3 separate regions of the Mus musculus genome follow, and regions 1 and 3 are each linked to region 2. A link is a contact called in public Hi-C and Micro-C data. All regions are on one chromosome and are shown on one strand. The core of a region is the stretch at or near the end of the contact, and the rest is flanking DNA. Distances in the headings are between cores, read along the strand shown.

Evidence for each region. Hi-C and Micro-C count contacts between places; a contact is called where the count stands out from the background.
Region 1: a contact with region 2 is called in a Hi-C map of CD8 T cells, with 4 times the contacts expected there. The contact joins the promoter of Nudt16 here to the promoter of Dnajc13 in region 2. A contact is called at or near these places in 4 of 39 promoter capture datasets (the C10 cell line, cranial neural crest, hippocampal neurons and 1 more), 5 of 484 Hi-C or Micro-C datasets (CD4 T cells, CD8 T cells, Sertoli cells and 2 more), 2 of 115 datasets of contacts at active chromatin or transcription factors (astrocytes and memory CD8 T cells) and 2 of 9 other capture datasets (liver and macrophages).
Region 3: a contact with region 2 is called in a Micro-C map of the G1E-ER4 cell line, with 3 times the contacts expected there. The contact joins the promoter of Mrpl3 here to the promoter of Dnajc13 in region 2. A contact is called at or near these places in 3 of 39 promoter capture datasets (the 3T3-L1 cell line, hippocampal neurons and liver), 8 of 484 Hi-C or Micro-C datasets (CD4 T cells, the G1E-ER4 cell line, bone marrow-derived macrophages and 3 more) and 1 of 9 other capture datasets (adipose tissue).

Annotation. Positions count from the first base shown.
Region 1 is chr9:105,130,376-105,133,075 of GRCm38.p6, reverse strand. Nudt16 (nudix (nucleoside diphosphate linked moiety X)-type motif 16) reads left to right here and starts at 1,271. Exons shown (of 3, transcript NM_029385.2): 1 at 1,271-1,433; 2 at 1,514-1,783; 3 at 2,566-2,700. The coding sequence starts at 1,296.
Region 2 is chr9:104,261,663-104,264,362 of GRCm38.p6, reverse strand. It overlaps Dnajc13 (DnaJ heat shock protein family (Hsp40) member C13), which reads left to right and starts at 1,433. Exons shown (of 56, transcript NM_001163026.1): 1 at 1,433-1,664.
Region 3 is chr9:105,051,913-105,054,612 of GRCm38.p6, reverse strand. It overlaps Mrpl3 (mitochondrial ribosomal protein L3), which reads right to left and starts at 1,345. Exons shown (of 10, transcript NM_053159.4): 1 at 1,101-1,345; 2 at 8-192. The coding sequence starts at 1,192.

The DNA of each region.
Region 1 (2,700 bases), core at 22-2,521, 870 kb before region 2:
CCTTCTCCTTCTTGTTGCCAGGTGATAATGTTTGACCAGGATGATTTGCCTGTCCCTTGGATGTTATCTGAGTAATGGCATCTGTATCGCACCTAACTCACCATGATGTGACTGCCTCAGTCAATGGCATCTCTGCCCTGCGACTCAGGGGACTGAGGCAAGATGTCCACAGGCTTTTCCTGATGGTGCCCTTATTCTTAGGATGCTGGCCTCAATCTTTGACATAAGACACAGCATCGAACCTCCACCCTCGAATCCAAGAATGGCTGCATTTACCATATGTCTGGCTCTGAGGAGAATTTTACTCCCATACTACGCTGGTTCCACCTCCACTAACAGGTCCTTAACTGGGAACCTGAGAGGGTTGAGTGGCTTCTACTAAAGTCACAAGCCTGTATCTGGGTGAGTTCTGAGCTCTACAACAAACTTTCAAGTCCAGGCTGTGACCTGAAGTCAGATCTTCTTTGAGTGTCACCTCTTCCCTTCCTTAAATACATACAGGTTCTTGATATATGGACTCAACTTCAGGTGGGGCAGCCTAGCTGAGGTGAAGGATCCTGAATGCCAGGATCTCAGCATTAGGCATTGAGTGTCCCCCATCTCTTTCCTATTTTTCTTCACAATTTAAAGTTCTGAGGGTATTTTAATTTACTCCTAGTGTGGTGGTGGTGGGGTGTCCTGTCTGACTCCTCCCCACTCTTTTCTGTGCTTTATTTCCTCAGCCAGCCACCCCTCCCCAATCTTACTGTGTGACCTGTGACATTTCCATGTCATTTTCCATGTACCAGGCGCCACATCACTACCCAGAGCCCACAGCCAATGCAGTTGGTTGTTGTAACCACATCCATTGGCCACTCCCCTTCCCCAAATGTGTTAGCTCTGTCCCTGTGCCCTCTTATAATCAGTCAATCCCCACATTTCCACCACTCAAGACTTGTTACACCCACCTCTCCTTTCCCCCATCACGCTAGGCTAGGAATAAGTTCTGAAGCCAGACTACCTTCCTCCCATCCCTAGACTCTTTGTTATGAACGGACCAACCCAGAACCGTTTTCTAAAAAATACGTTGTCCTTTGCACTGGCAGAACTCCTGCGTAAATTCTAACTCAGGTTCCAAAACACCTCCGGCCTGAGCCTGACCTTACCAAGCCTTCAGCCCCACCCTAGCCTAAGGGCCAATCCAGGGTGTCTTCGGAGCTCCTGAGAGACCCATCCTGATTGGCTGATGCGGAGTCTCGCAAAGCTCCGCCCCGAGGCGCTGGCCTCTGCAAGAACCCGGAAGTGCGAGCCTCGAGATGGAGGGGCATCGGAAAGTGGAGCTCAGCGAGGCCCTGGCGCTCGGGCCGGACTGGCGCCACGCCTGCCATGCGCTGCTCTACGCGCCCGACCCCCGCAAGCTGTTCGGCCGCATCCCGATGCGCTTCGCCGTGCTGGTGAGGACGCGTCATGCACGGCCGCTCCCCCGCCCCAGGGCTCGCGAGCCCGGGCCAACCATCATACCCTCCTCCCCCAGATGCAGATGCGCTTTGACGGGCGCCTGGGCTTCCCTGGCGGCTTCGTGGACGCGCAGGACAGCTGCCTGGAGGACGGGCTGAACCGGGAACTGCGCGAGGAGCTGGGCGAAGCGATGTCTGCCTTCCGCGTTGAACGCTCTGACTACCGCAGCTCACACATCGCGGCCAGACCGCGCGTGGTGGCCCACTTCTATGCCAAGCGCCTGACTCTGGAACAGCTGCAGGCTGTGGAAGCCAGGGCACCTCAAGCCAAGGACCATGGGCTGGAGGTGGGACCAGCCTGGGATCCACTCCAGCTCCAGTCTGTCCTCCCCCAATCCCCTTACCGAGAAAAGCCACTGGGTGGAGGAGATTTTGACCCTCCGACTTTGAATTCTTTCAAGTGGCATGAACTAGTTGGGATCTTGGTCATCTCCAGGCTAGATAATACCACCTACTCGGCCACCTTTAGCGGCCCCTGCAGAGAGCTTTTTAGAACACACATCCAAAGGTCTCTCCAGCTCTATGCTAGTGCACATGATACCCTAAGCTCTTGACTTTGGGTTCATATTTCCCTTAAGCAGACAGTGAGTCTAATGCTAGGGACGCCTGTGTGTAGAGGTGACCCTGAACCTGGGAGTGAGAGCGCTATTAAAACTGATTAGTGCGCACACTTTGACAGTGTTTAGACTGAACAGTCCATTGGAATCACTTGAGTTGGGTAAGGATGTCAGAGGAATACTTGGGTATTTGCATTTTTCTTGAGCACCCAAGTGCTACCTATACAGTGGTGTGAGTTCTGAGTTTTGAAATACTGCTACAGCCAGGCATGCCTCCTGGAGGCCGTCGCCAGTAAGGGTGAGGAAAAGGATGGAGAAGGATTGGCACGGATGGAGCTTGGAACCCAGCGTGGCTCACTTGTCCACAGAGTTTGGCTCTCTAAGCTCTCCTGAGGTGTGATTATTAGGCCCGGTTCTGCTTGGCTCTTCTCTGGAGAGTTCTGTTCCAAGGTAGATAAGGTAATGTGTTGAGGTTCTTGAGGTCCCACTTGTCCGATGTCTCCTTTTCATAGGTGCTGGGCCTGGTGCGGGTACCCCTGTACGTCCTCCGTGATGGTGAGGGAGGCCTGCCTGCCTTTCTGGAGAATTCCTTCATTGGAGCTGCCCGAGAGCAGCTACTAGAAGCCCTTCAGGACTTGAAACTTCTG
Region 2 (2,700 bases), core at 184-2,683:
GGATGAACCTCACCTTGATTTAGTCACTTAGGAACTCTGGGTCAGCCTTTTTTACCAAATAGAAATAGGACCGCCCACACCTAGTTCTGGCAATACTCTAAGGGTCTGTAACATATACAAAGCCACGTAAGCACATGCTTTTATTACCCTGGGATAGGCCAAGGGCATCTTGTTTTGTTTTTCATTGTTGTTTTTTCCCCTTTCCACTCTACTTCAGGTCTCATCTTTCCAAGCAAGCCATTTCTGGCTGCTCACAGGCACTTTTATTTCACTGGGACAGTGTGGGAAAGCCTTCCTAAGGAAAAATCTAGTCGTCTCCAGTAACACAAATGGGTCAGTCGGCCAAAAAGTCAAGTCTGTAGAAACCATTTTACATGTTTTTCATCCCAAAACCTCCATCTATGAAACGATTCAACCACAGACGGGGTCCCTGAGAAATTCCAGTTCCAGGGTTGCTACACAATAATAATATTAGGCTCACCAGAGCATTTAAACCTAGAACTGTGTGTCCATACAAGTTTTTTTCCCCCCACAGAATCACGTTTTAGAGGGTAGTCTGCCCCTCTCACATCTTAGATGAGACACCGTCTGTTGCTCAGAGCTCTGACACAATTGTCATCTGTAACTTTGTTTCATTCTGATACTGTCACTCTCCTGAGTTCCCCTCTTCATATAGTTTCAGTGAGTTCCTATCCAGAGAGCAGTTCTTGAGTCAACTTACTTGAGCTCAAATACTAAGTCTACTACTGTGGAACTACACATCAATTTATTATCTGAAAATAGAGGATAATCCCTATCTCAGACGGCTGCAAGTTAATTGACCTTAAGTAGTTGGCCAATTAAATCCTGGCTCTGGGATCAGAGGTCCAGGAAGGCAGCAGTGTTAACTGTCCCAACACTTCACCCGCAAAGGCCTTTGACCTCTGAGGCTTCGGTCTCCATTATCTCCCTGAACACTCAAAACTTAAATCCGCGTTCAGGGTGTGTCAGTAGCGAGTAAAAGTTATGCCCACGATGCAGCTAAACCAGAGATGCGCACTGAGGCTTTCGACGGCTTCGTGGATGCGCCAGGACACTGAAGACTAGGGCTAGGTAACAGAGCTGCTCCTTTGCAGAGTTACAGTAGCCAATGCCAGCGTCTGGCTGAGAGGCGTGTCTCCAGGGATTCAGGGGGCGTGGCCTCTCGGACCGCTCCAGGGGGCGTGGCGCCTCGCCTTCTGCTTGGGCCAAGGCTCTCTTTCGCTAAGCGCACGCGTACTTCCCGAGAGGCGGAACGGCGGGCGGCGCGCACGCGGCGCTTCCCGGAAGACGGCGAATGGGCCACCGAGGGAGGGAGCACAGTGCTCCCGAGGGCGGGGCGCGAGGCGGAAGCGCCGAGGTCAGCTGACAGGGTCTCGTGACGGCCGGGGCGGCGGCCACGCACGCGCGTTAGGGTTCAGCGCTCGCAAGCCTGGTGGAAGATGGCGGCGTCCAGGGCGAGCCTCTGAGAGGCAGAGGGAGGAGCGGAGGGGTGGGGGCCGCGGCGCAGGAACCCGCGGCGACAGGCCCCGGCGGGGAAAAGGAAAGCGAGAGGGGACGGGGCCGGCGGCGCCTCCATCCTACTCAAGACGTGGAGCCGGCGGCGGGCGGAGCTCGGGCTGGAGCGCCTCCAGCCTCCTGCGAAGGTAAAGCCGCCTCCGGCTCTGGGTTTCTGCGATGCCGCTTCCCACCTTCGGGGACCCGGGGGCTCCGGGCAGGGACCCCAGAGCGGGCGGCGTTAAGCTGCTGTGTGTGGCTCGAACCTGCTGAAGCCGCGATCCTCCGTCCAGGGATCCCTGCGCTCGGACCCTCCCCTCCCCCGGCTCTGAGTGACATTTGCCCGGGGCACTGCCCGGCAGCCCCACCCCTCTCTCTGCCTGGCCGTCTTTTCTCCCATCACTATCCCTGTCCCCCACTTCTCTCGGCAACTCTCCCCGACTCAACTCCACACCTCCTTCCCCTGTGGGCTCCGCCCTCGGGATTCCCTCCTGGATGCCGGCGCCTCCGGTTTTCTTAGGTTAGCGGTCCTGCTTCCTTCCTCTGGGGTCCCGCGTAGACTCGATTTTTTTTTTTTTTTCTTTCTTTTTTCCTCGTCTCAGTTTTGTTTCGATTTGATGGGAAAGGAGGGGCAGCTGCTGTTCTCTTCCTCAAGTCCTTTATCAAACACCAAGTTTTCCCCCCAAGGCTTTTCCTTCTTGTAAAGTAGCCTGGCCTGTTCACTGTTGCCCGTGCTGGGCTGTGATTTCACCTCTGAACGCGGCTTTTGGTGTAGGTGAAGCAGCACTTTGGACGCCCAATGAAGTGGGTGTTGAGAGTACACCTGCGTGCCCCCGCCCCCCAAAAAACCCCTATTGTAAGATGCTAAATTAGCCACTCTTACCTTGAAACCGTTTCCCTAATCACTTGGTGGAAGGATGATGTAAATAAAAATCGCCCCCTAACACAGAGATGAACTCCCAAAGTAGTGATTTTTTACTTCCACGATCTGCTTTTCCCGTTTATTCTATAGTTTAGTTTTTTTTTTTGTTGTTGTTGTTTCTAGTGCCTCATTGTTTAACTTAATTTAGCTTACAGCATAAAAGCCCCTTTAATTTTCATATATAGTATAAACCAATGTTTAAGTTGCAATATCGCAAATGGTGGCTCTGGCTGTTAATACCACATTACGTTCAGGGACGGGAC
Region 3 (2,700 bases), core at 96-2,595, 790 kb before region 2:
ACCTCACCTGGTTCCCAGGGATGTAAAGGCCACGGCTCATCTTTCAAGGGATTCAGTTTACTTGTCAGCTGGGTTTTATTTTCATCGGAGACCAGTTGCTTAACAAAGGAGAGATTTTCTTCAGAAAGATGTTCATCCCACCAAGTACTACTCTTGCTGTGGAGATTTCTAACAAAGAACAAGATATTCTTTCTGGAAACAAAAACAATCAAGTCATTATTTCCATTTAATGTAGGGGAGGCCACAGTTAGATAATGCACTCACGGCCTCAGGGAATGGTGTGGTTTGTCCATTTTCCCTAACACTTCTTATAATAACACGGGGGCTTCTGCTTTAACCAAGAATGGTTACCCTGAAGGCTAAATTTATCTTTTCATTAACAATAAACAATCCTACCTAACTAATAAGAAACACATGAGTGACTACTAACCCACATGAATCTGTACTTGACAGTTTTCTAATGGAGTGGCATCGCCAATGTTAACAAACTACCAAATAAGCAGTTTTAAAAACAAAACTAAAAACCACAGAACACAACCCCTGTCCAGCAAATGCACTAAGAAGGAGATTAGCAGCTTGAGGCAAGGAAGGAAGGAAGTGTGTTTAATTTTTGCATACGGTGGGGGTGGATGAGAACCTAAATAAACCTCTGGGCAGTCTACTTTGGTTGGTAGTGAGGAAGTTCCAGCTTAGAATTACAAGTGATTTTCTACTCATTAGCTGAGTGACTTTGGACAACCTATTTCCCTTTAGTTTCAGTTTTATCTGAAAAACTTTCACGACAGTGGTCTGCTCACCGGACACAAGGCCTAATATAGGTTACAATACAAACACAACGTCTAGTCCAGCACTGGCTGGTTGGAAGACATTCTTGCTGCTGCTAATAGTCGCAGCTAACCCCTAATTCCTTGAACATTAAAACAAAACCCCACTACTCCTTCAAGGCTTTAGATTGAACGATGCTTTCTTAATTTTCTATGCTACCCCCTTGAACACATGGCCCCTTCCACTTCTAACCCTCTGCGGCAAAACCAAATCTCTGTTCAAGGACATAGTTGAGTGGGCGGCGCCCCCCGCCACCACCTCTTGCCCATACCCACCTTCTCTCTAAGCCGGGGTCAGCACCTAGGCCTCTGGCGCCACAGCCCAGCACCCGGGCGCCAGCCTGCGCCAGCAGCCTCCAACCCGGCATGGAAGTGGCCGGGCAGGGCTCGGCTCGCGACACCTCCCGCCGCGCCGCCGCGGAGCTTTCAGCAAGTCCCCAACCCAAACCCCAGGAGTTCGTAGTAGGCCTGGGACAGCAGTCACGCCGTTTGTCCGCCAATGCCCTCCGCGGAGGAAAAGCACAGCCGGGCCACTTCCGGTCCGTTTCTCAAAGCGGTCCGGGTAAAGACTCCATACCTGTAACTATGGTTCCGTATCCAAATGGCTCTACTTTGCCAATGGATTAGATGGTTGACTCTAGTGGTGGCAAAGAACGTTTGGGGCTTTAAACTTTAGGAGAATGTGACAAGAAAAGATAAAAATTTCTTTGTAAACTAAAGAAAGAGAAGTCACCTCCAATAATACTCACTGTGGGAAAACTCACTGTGCTAAGTAAGTCGCACTTTGGCAATTTTATATTGGTTAATCCCAAGACCAGCCCTTTAAAGAAGTTATTTCTATATTATAACTAAGGGAGCAAGTACTTAAAATTTATGTACATGCCAAAAACAGATGAACAGAGTTAACACTGAAATAGGACTGATGTATGCTAACAATAAAGTGGGGTCAAAACAAACAAAACAAACCAAAAACAACAAAACCGGACCACATGCAACTTTCGGGGCTGGAGCACAAACAGTCCCAGGCCGTTCTTCAACTCATCAAAGACCTTAAACCGGAATTGTCTAGAGAGGCAGCTCATAGAGTTGAGACCAGGTGCAATTGTTTCAGGAAAGAGTGTTACCATAAAGTTTCAGAATGATCGTGATACAGCTACAACAGTACTGTATCTTCTATGCCCCAGGTCGTCCTACCTTGTATGTGCTAGACATTCATTTCTCTACTCCAAAAACCCTATCTCAGTTACATCAGTGTTTTTGGAAAAGTAGAAACAGCAATTTGGCCTTTCAGCTTCCTCTTTAGAGAGAGAGAGAGAGAGAGAGAGAGAGAGAGAGAGAGAGAGAGAGAGAGAGAGAGAGAGCGCAAGCGAGCAAGGAAGAAAGGAAGAAAGAAAGAAAGAAAGAAAGAAAGAAAGAAAGAAAGAAAGAAAGAAAGAAAGGAAGGAAGGAAGGAAGGAAGGAAGGAAGGAAGGAAGGAAGGAAGGAAGGAAGGAAGGAAGGAAGGAAGAAAGAAAATTAAAGACCTGGGTAACCTGCTTTAGAAAGTTTAGAGAGTTATTGCTTAGACGTGAGGGCTCAAAATCGTTGCCTGTTCTTCCACTAAGTGCTGTTGTGGGTACCTTGACAGCTTCTCAGTAATATTTTGAGACTCAGAGAAAAGAATGCATCACTCTGTCCTTGCTACCTGACTTCACAGATACTTAAGATAGGCATATTCATTGAGCCTTGACATCTACTATGCATGAGAATAAGAGAAAACAAAACCTACTATCACCAATATCTAGTGTTTTGTATGTCTATAGTATACAATAGTCTGTGTTCAGTATTGTATGTGTCCATCAGTCAATGGTATCCAGGAGGTCACTAAACTTGTAGG